Regions from separate parts of the Gossypium hirsutum genome. Here region 1 is linked to region 2. A link is a contact called in public Hi-C data. All regions are on one chromosome and are shown on one strand. Each heading gives the region's core, a stretch centred on a gene start, on an enhancer-like site or on the middle of the called end of the contact. The rest is flanking DNA. Distances are from core to core; before and after follow the strand shown. Region 1 holds the start of LOC121229561 (protein YIPF1 homolog). Region 2 holds the start of LOC107957127 (NAD(P)H-quinone oxidoreductase subunit S, chloroplastic).

The links. A called contact is a pair of places that touch in the nucleus more often than the background predicts.
Region 1: a Hi-C map of leaf shows a contact between it and region 2, with 1.8 times the contacts expected there. The contact joins the promoter of LOC121229561 here to the promoter of LOC107957127 in region 2. A contact is called at or near these places in 5 of 34 Hi-C or Micro-C datasets (all in leaf).

What each region holds. Positions count from the first base shown.
Region 1 is chrA05:96,299,162-96,303,690 of Gossypium_hirsutum_v2.1, forward strand. It overlaps LOC121229561 (protein YIPF1 homolog), which reads left to right and starts at 1,922. Exons shown (of 6, transcript XM_041114166.1): 1 at 1,922-2,074; 2 at 2,688-3,741; 3 at 3,860-3,944. The coding sequence starts at 3,685. It overlaps LOC121229562 (a long non-coding RNA gene), which reads right to left and starts at 1,765. Exons shown (of 2, transcript XR_005927317.1): 1 at 1,177-1,765; 2 at 683-1,032.
Region 2 is chrA05:95,984,887-95,988,964 of Gossypium_hirsutum_v2.1, forward strand. It overlaps LOC107957127 (NAD(P)H-quinone oxidoreductase subunit S, chloroplastic), which reads left to right and starts at 2,685. Exons shown (of 1, transcript XM_016892565.2): 1 at 2,685-3,494. The coding sequence starts at 2,685. The coding sequence ends at 3,380. LOC107957126 reads right to left here. Exons shown (of 5, transcript XM_016892564.2): 4 at 3,827-3,940; 5 at 3,457-3,734. The coding sequence ends at 3,637.

The DNA of each region.
Region 1 (4,529 bases), core at 672-3,171, 310 kb after region 2:
AAATAGCTAGGGTTTTCAAATCTTGAGGGGTTGCATGGTAATTTCCCCTAGTCTGTCGAAAATAAAATGAAAGGGACTTGGGTGGCTCAAACATTGTTATGTAAGGGGCAAAAACAAGTGTGTTACTATTAGGACAAGGTCTATTTCTTGTTTAATTTCTACTCCAAATAGTATTTATTTTGGTGTGGTTTTGTCCTAGTGTGCTGAAATTAAAAAGAAAAGAAATGAGAGAAGAGTGGTTTGGACCTAGAATCTCTAAGAAATCCACTAACCATTTAACCATCAAGCCTATTCAACTTCTTAGTTATTTATTTCAATTAACCCCCTATATTTTGAGGCATGACACTTGTAGTGTTGGTGTCACTTGGCTTAGAACCCATGCAATTAAAAACTTTATATATAGTATAGATAGGCATAGTTTTAAAATTTTGTTTTTTGTCTATTTCTTTAATTGAGTTTATCACACTTGACTTGTAACCCAATCAAAAGCTTTATTTTTTTAATGTGTACACAATCAAAAGCTTTAATTAACTAAAAATTAGGACATTTGTTTTTATATTTCAATATTGTAAAATTGTTAATAAAGTACTAAAATAGGAATTCGTAAAAGTTATTTCTCATAATAATTTTTTAACTATAAGAGTAATTATCTTATATAAATTTTGAGAGTTTTAGAGTTGTGGTTTTTGAATTTTTTTTTTTCAAACTTGAACGTATATACAAATGTCATAGTTAGTGCCTATCCCTTCCGAGCCATGAGAGTTCCCTTTTAAATGAAGGGCCTCCTCCAACCAAGGGCTTCCTAATGTGCGAGCAAGGTATCCCCTAGTGTGTTAACATAGGACCTGCCTATGTGTACTGGAGTAGCCCTTTTGGTGTGCTAGCAAATGGCTCCCCTAGCATGCTGGTGAAGGGCCCCATAGTATGCAACCGAGTAACCCTTGGGTGTTGGAAAAAGGCTTCCTATTAGCCCCATGTTAACCCTCTCTTGGGAGTATAAGAAGTACTTTTTTATGTATTTGAAGGAAATATCTGCATTGCCACCATAAGTTAAAAGCTTCAAGAAACCCAAATTAGACAACAACTTCAAAAGACCCCACACTACTAAAAGCTTCAAGAGATGCATAAATAGAGAAAGATAAAAGAGCTTGAGGGAATTAAGCCATGGATTCTTACTCATAGAAGAGACATGATCTTTTGCTTAGTTCCCACATATGACGCCAACTATTATTACACAAAATTGAGAGTATTTGTAATGGTGGTTCATACCACATTTGGTGTGAAAAGCCACTTAAGTTAGTGATTTTGAGGGGTCTCGTGAGCTTGGAGAGATTATGAATGCTTTGGCATATATCTTGGAACCTTTTTTTTTTTTTGATAGAGAGAACTTTTATAAAGAGTTTTTATGTGAGTCCCACTAAAATGATATGCTAATATATAAGGTGGTTGTATGGACATCAAAGCTTCATTAGAATGTGAATAACCCCATCACATTCTAATGAAGCACTCAAACTCGTAATCACCAAATATTATTTTATTGGGATCCATACCAAAATTCTTCCTTTATAAAATCTCTCTCCATCACAAGAGAAAAAAGATACGTGACAATATTTTACCTAATCTCTCTCAAAAATCTATTTGAATGAGACCCCCAAAAACCACCAACTTCAATGGCTCTCCGCACAACACATGTGTGAACCATAATAATAAATCATCCCCAATTCTTATGTTATTATATAATATTTTTTTATAAAATTTTTGAACTACTCATAATCTCTAAACCTTTAAAATAAAAAGTTATTATGAAATTGATAACACTTAAACTTACAACCTACAAATTATTATAATAACACAACTATATTTTTAAACACACGATATTTACATACAGAAATTGAGGGGATGCTGTTAACAATGAATTCCTATATGAACCTATCAATCTTTCGAGTTGTTGCAATCCTAGATTCAAAACGAAACTCTTTATTAATATTTTATATCATGAGAAATTTCAAGTTCGTGGCTGCTCATTTTGCTCTTGTTTTATTTGCTTTGGCTTTCACTGTATTGGTTGCAGAAGGTAAGTCCCAAATTAATCATTTCCATTATTTATTTAAAATTTCAGCGCATTTAATAATGTATTGGAGAAAAGTTGTAATTTAATTTTCTTTAAGTGTTTAAGTATTAAATAAATTTTTATTTAATATAAAATTCGAAAATCATGGTTTGTTGAATGGAGTTAATAAGTACATAGGATAAAATATATTTAGATAGATTTATTTAAATTTATATGTTTTAACTAAGAAAGAAAATTATTTTTTTAAAGTTTTATCCAAAATTATTTTGAATATATTATTATGATATAAAAGTAAATTTATAAACTAAATATTTCTTTTAAGGAATAAACTAAATGTTTTTAATAATTAATAATTAATACTTAATTTTTTAAATTTATTAAAGATAGTAATTTTTAAAATTTTGATATACTATCAGTAGAGTTTTTAATTTCATAAGCAGAGTCAAGAAATTGATAAGTCTCCTGTAAGAATATAGTAAAATATTTATATATATATATAAAAGAGACTTGTGATAATTTTTTAAAATTTTTTTGTAAAATAAAAAAATATGCTGTGAATATATCAAATATTAAATACCATTTTAATTTTATTTTATTTTATTTTATGTAAAAACAGGTAAGAGATTGCTTAATGCGAACATTAACCTTGGACCATGTCTGTTGCACCTTGAATGTAGCCCTCAAGTTAATTGTTGGTGCTGCATGGGCGACCCCAGAAAGCAATGTTGGTTGTATAAATCCGATTGCCTGGCCTATTGCTAATGAATCTGGAAGAAAAAGAGAAGTCCAAATTTATATGTCATTTCAAGTAATTCATGTTCTTCTAAAGATATTAAATCTAAGTACTTCAAAAGAAATCAATTCAACTCCATGATTTTGAGTTTGAATATTATTGGCATTGTTCAAAATGTAAATTCCAATTAAGGATATTAAAAATTATACGTATGCATTCAATTTTTTGTATAAATTTTAATTGCATGCATTCAATCATTTAACATAAACGAAGATAAATTAATTGAGTTATAACTTAGTTAACATCAGTTTAACTGTAACAATCAAGAGAACATAGATTTAATGGCATTTAAGCGCACATTTTTTCAATTTAAAATTTTTAAAAAAAATTATGAATAAAGTAGTTAATAGAATACAAGTATTTTTATTTGAAAGATAGGAATTGGAAATACTATTTTAATAATAAAATTTTATTTAATATTGTTAGAATAATAAAAATAAGGTATTCATTCATATGGGTTGAACCCAAACCATCCCATGAATACATGAGCCGTCAATTAAAGTAAAAAAACTGGAGCCAAAAGTAGGCCCATCAATAATCCAAAAGTGAAAGACTAATCATGTGAACGTAGCTGGAAAATTTAAAAAGGCGAGGAAACGCGTGAAACGCAGCGCTTATCAATGGCGCGTCCCAAGAAAGTTAGAGCCATAAGTAGTTGACGGTTTAGTCAAAGTATTTCTTTCCCTCGTCGTCTCCGTTGCTTCTAAACTACGGCAAGGAAAACTCATCAGAACTTTTCTCCTTTTAACTAATTTCCACTTTCCAAAAGAAAAACTAAATCTCTTTTTTGTTAAACTCTTAGTTCGATCTCTTACTTTCAATGGATGAATCTTCGTATTGGAATCATCCTACTAGTCATTTACTCGGCTCAGTTCCCGTAAGCTTCTTAATTTTCTTTTTCTCTTTTTTCTTCCTTTTGAATTAATTTATCAAGATCGGCATTCTTATGTAAATTAGTTTAGAATATTATTTGAAAATTGTTATTCGAATCCTAGGCTGTTGTTAATGAAGAAAGTGAAGCCTCGTATGGCAGAAGAGGAGGTGGTGGCCGAGGTTATCAAACTCTTGGACCTCCGACCGGTATATATTCTTTTTTATTTCTAGAAAAAGAAAATTAGTTAAATGTATCAATCTTTCATTTTTCGTACTATGAAACGGGATTTTTCCTCCTTTTAAAAAAAATATTTATATATCTTTTATTTGATTTCCTTGCCCTATTTCTATATTTGAAATAACTAATGTCTTAAGAGAATTGTTTAGTTTTATTATTTCCCAAATGGAAAATAACTGGGGAGAGGAACTTTCAATAATCATGATATCTAGAGTTGAGACATGGAAGATTTGGCGTTGAATTGAGTGGTTTTCTTATTTAAAGTTAAGGTAATTTAGTGAGGAAGAATGAAACTTCCGATGCCTTTTATTTTTGAAAGAATAGACTATAGCGCTAACTGTTATGTTTGTATTTGCATTCTGGAGTAGTTAACTGTTATTTTCGTAATCACAAATTTCTTTACATAGAAGGGAGGTACCCAATTAAAATCCTTTATTTGATGCATATATCCTTTTCGTGTTCTGTTAATATTTTTGAACTTTCCTGGAGTATTTCTTCTTTTTTTATTTTATTTTTTTGTGTATGACTCTTCAAAAGTAAGGGATGTAGATTAC
Region 2 (4,078 bases), core at 1,435-3,934:
CATTCATCCTTACACACCACATAGTGACTATATATCACATTCAGAATGTTGCAGGATAGCTGCCAGATTAGAGGGCGATAAATTACAAAGATCAAATATATATAAATATATGGCTTAGCCACCAGAATCGGCAGATAATTAAACTGCCCACACTTCCTCATTTATCACAAATCCCGCCCCAATGCAGATGCATAATTTACAGAATCAGATATGCGTACACATCATATGAATGTTCAAATAACAGATTTTCCAGTAACAAATCATCAAATAATGAGTTTTATAGCCTAATTCAGATAATACGGACCCTACAAAAGGCCTACGTTCAATTCGAACAACATTTACAGCCCTAACGAAAAATTTTGATTTTTGGCCCATATGCCTATGTGGATTCACACGGCCTGGATGATTGGCCCATGTGGTCAACCTGGCACCTGCCCATGTGGCTTATCATAATGCCTCACACGGCCTGGCACACGGTTGTGTGACCCAAGTCAAAGAGTTACACAATCTAGCACACGACCTGACACACACCCGTGTGACTCAAGTCAAAGAGTTACATAGTCTAGACACACGCTTGTGTCATTTGCCCGTGTGACTCACAATCGAAATAGTCCTTCACACGGCTTGGACACACGTCCGTGCCGCACAACTGTATGACCTAAGTTAGAGAGTTCCATAACCTACCACACAACCTAGCACATGGCCGTGTGGCATTGACAGCCATGGATTCCGGCTTTCATCGTTCGTAGAAAACTCGAATTTTGTTACACACCTACTATAGATTCGATGTAGAAGCAACAAAAGTGACTCTAGAACTTACAAACGATAATCCAATGACTAATTAAACAATTATTCCCAACGAAACGCTAAAATTAGCACACAAAAATCGAGTTACGTCGAAAAGCTTCGACACAAGAACCCCAAACTCAAAAATCAACAATTACCTTTGCACGATACTGCAACTCACAGGCATAAAACATTAGGCAAATTGTTATCCTCTAGATCTTCGCCTAAAAGAATACCAATTGAACACTTAAGCAGAGAATTCAAGCAAATTAAGCAAAAACCAAATTTGACAACAACGAACGATAACGAATGTTAACAGAAATTCAACAACAAAACTTACGCAGTTAACCTTTCAGTCAAAAAATAACGAAATATGCAATTTTCCCCACAAACAGTAGCAAAAATTTAACAGAGAGGAATCAATGAAAAGCAAATGAGAGAAATGACAAGAAGTAAAAACAAAAACAAAAAGAAATGTAAAAAGAAAAAGGGAAAGGGAAAGAAGGAAACCATTTAATTAATTTAAAATAACTAATTTCGGAGTAGAAAAATAAATAAAATACATTCTCTTTTATGCAGAGACTCAAACACAAGACCAAAGGGTATATAGAAATTTAACCATTAAACTAGCAGACTCATTCTTGACATAAGTTAATGCAAAAATAAACTTAAGTCGAAAGTTCAAGGTTAAGTCAAAATAAATAGTAAAGATTTCAAAATGAGATATTTAAACCCTTGACCTCAAACACACAGTTAAGGCTCTAAACCACTATAACAAACACTTATCTTATTGATCAAATTTAATAAACGAACATTCAAATTTTTGGGACCTTTCAGTTAAATCGATTAATTTGGTCAAATGAATATTATTAATTTTTTTTTATGTTTTATACTTGTTTTAACAAAAAATAAATATAAATATAAATCTTAGTTCTTTTAATTTTTTTTGAAAAAATTTTGATTCAATTAACGGTTGAAGGATTAAAAAGTTTAATTAATTCGGTTAACCGTTTAAATATCCATAATATTAACTCTAAATTATTTAGATTTGGCTTTTAATGTGCAGTTGTTAATGAATTAGATATCAAATTCCGAGCCTAACCCTTACCACCAATTATATTAAGTCACATTGTGAACATAAACCTCCAATTTTCATAAAATAATTAAAAAAAAAGAAAGAAAAATCACTTCTTCTTTCGTTCAAAAGATTTATAGTTTTTTTTTAATTGTTTTAAAATTGATTCCAGATTTTCTCCTTCATTTTGCATTCTCTATAAACGCTTATGGTCTCCCGCCATTCTCCTGTGATTATCATCCATTTTACCATCTTAAACTAATTTTGTTGGAATCCAAAGTAACATTCCCATAAAACTTCTTGATACATTATTCCTATATTTGATTACACATCTGCAGCAAAATCGAGTACCTTTCTAGTTTAATATAATGAAATGGTTAATCACATACCTCATTAAAAATATATATAAAATGAAGATTAATATTCATGTTATTAATAAAATTCACATTTTATTAATTTTAAATTCTTTAGTTTTGTTTTTATTAGATAATTTTATTATAGGTTCTGATCATATTTGTTCTTTTTGACATAATATTATAATTTCTCTTTACCTATAAATAGAAAAAATAATATACTTCAACACACTTAAAATTAAATTTTTTTACATTGATAACAATGCACATATTAATAGAGTTAAATTTTAATAAATTATTTTTTTTAATGAGCGGTTGTTAATGAATTGGATATCTTATTCCTATCCTATGTTACATGTACAGTGGGACGAATAGTTTGAAGATAAAATCAGCAACCAATAGAAAACATTTGTGGTTAGGATTAGAATCTAGAAAAGGGCTATTTCTCCACTTGGACTCTGAACCAAACCATGGCTTCTTCTTCTTCCATCACTCTCCCAACCCTTCAAGGTTCTCTATTTCAATCTCATTTCCTAGGAAAAAGCCCCATCACCCATCGTCTTCATAAACCATTTTTCTCGGTTGCCAAACAGCCTAAAAAGGCCTTCTATGCCAAGTTTGATCTATTTGAAATCTTGGGAGGTAGGGGGCTCTGCAATGGAGAAAAAGGCATTGAAGTTGAGCTAAAGAGAAACGTGGATGAAGGTTCATCAGTTGGTAACACAGATGTTGAAAGTTCTGACAGCACAGCAATCTCAGTTCCAGATGATGCTTTCGAAAAGGAGATGATGGGGCTAACCGGGGGGTTCCCCGGTGGTGAAAAGGGATTGAAAAAGTTCATTGAGGAAAACCCACCACCGGCGAAGCAATCAGTTTCCGATTCGGTAAATATTGCTAGTCTTGGGAAGCCAAAATCACCGGAGTTGCCACTGTTAATGCCGGGAATGATCGCGATTGTTAAGAACCCGAACAACCCCTTCTACATGTACTGCGGCATTGTGCAGCGGATCACTGATGGGAAAGCAGGGGTTCTTTTCGAAGGTGGAAACTGGGATAGATTGATCACGTTTCGACTGGACGAGCTTGAACGCAGAGAAAAAGGCCCTCCAATGAAGAATCCAAAGTCTGTTGTTCTTGAAGCTTTGTTAGAAAAGGATCCAAAATGATTTCTCTGTCTCAAATGTATGAAATGGTACGAAGCAGTTTTTGACTATTAATGCTTAGTTAGGAATCACTGGCATATAAAAGATATGTTAAATGCTCTTTTATTGGTTCCTAAACTACATTATCACATTCTTGATTTCCTTGTATTAACCAAAATACAATATACCTACAACATCAACTACTAACCTAATACTATACTGCAAATTTCCCAACAAAACAAATACTATTAAGAGTATTCTCAACTAAAATTTCCAGGTTTCAATAGCTCCACTCCTGGGGAAGATTTAGGCCTCCTTCTGCTCTATAATTTCTCCTTGTTTGGTTCAACAGTATATTTCTTCTGGCAACCAAAGCATCTGCATAATTTAGAACAATCATGATTCAATGACTTAAATTTGGTTCAGTTAAGCTTTCGGGAGTGCAAAAATGGTGTGATCCGTAGGCTCACCATAGTTTGGGCCAAAGCTAGCTTTGAGATGTGGCTGAACATGACTGCTGGAATCAGCAAAGTTCAGATTTAAAGCTTGAACAACCTTCGCTGGGACTAGCACTGTTGAGCAACCTGTTTCAAACAGAAATAAGAACCAAGCAAAAGAAAACTCAATAATTCATGGCTTTAAGAACAAAAACTGAGGAGCAAATATGTTGTTTTCAAAGGGTTTAAAGGAGCCCTCAAAAGAATGGTGGGTTAAACAAGGAT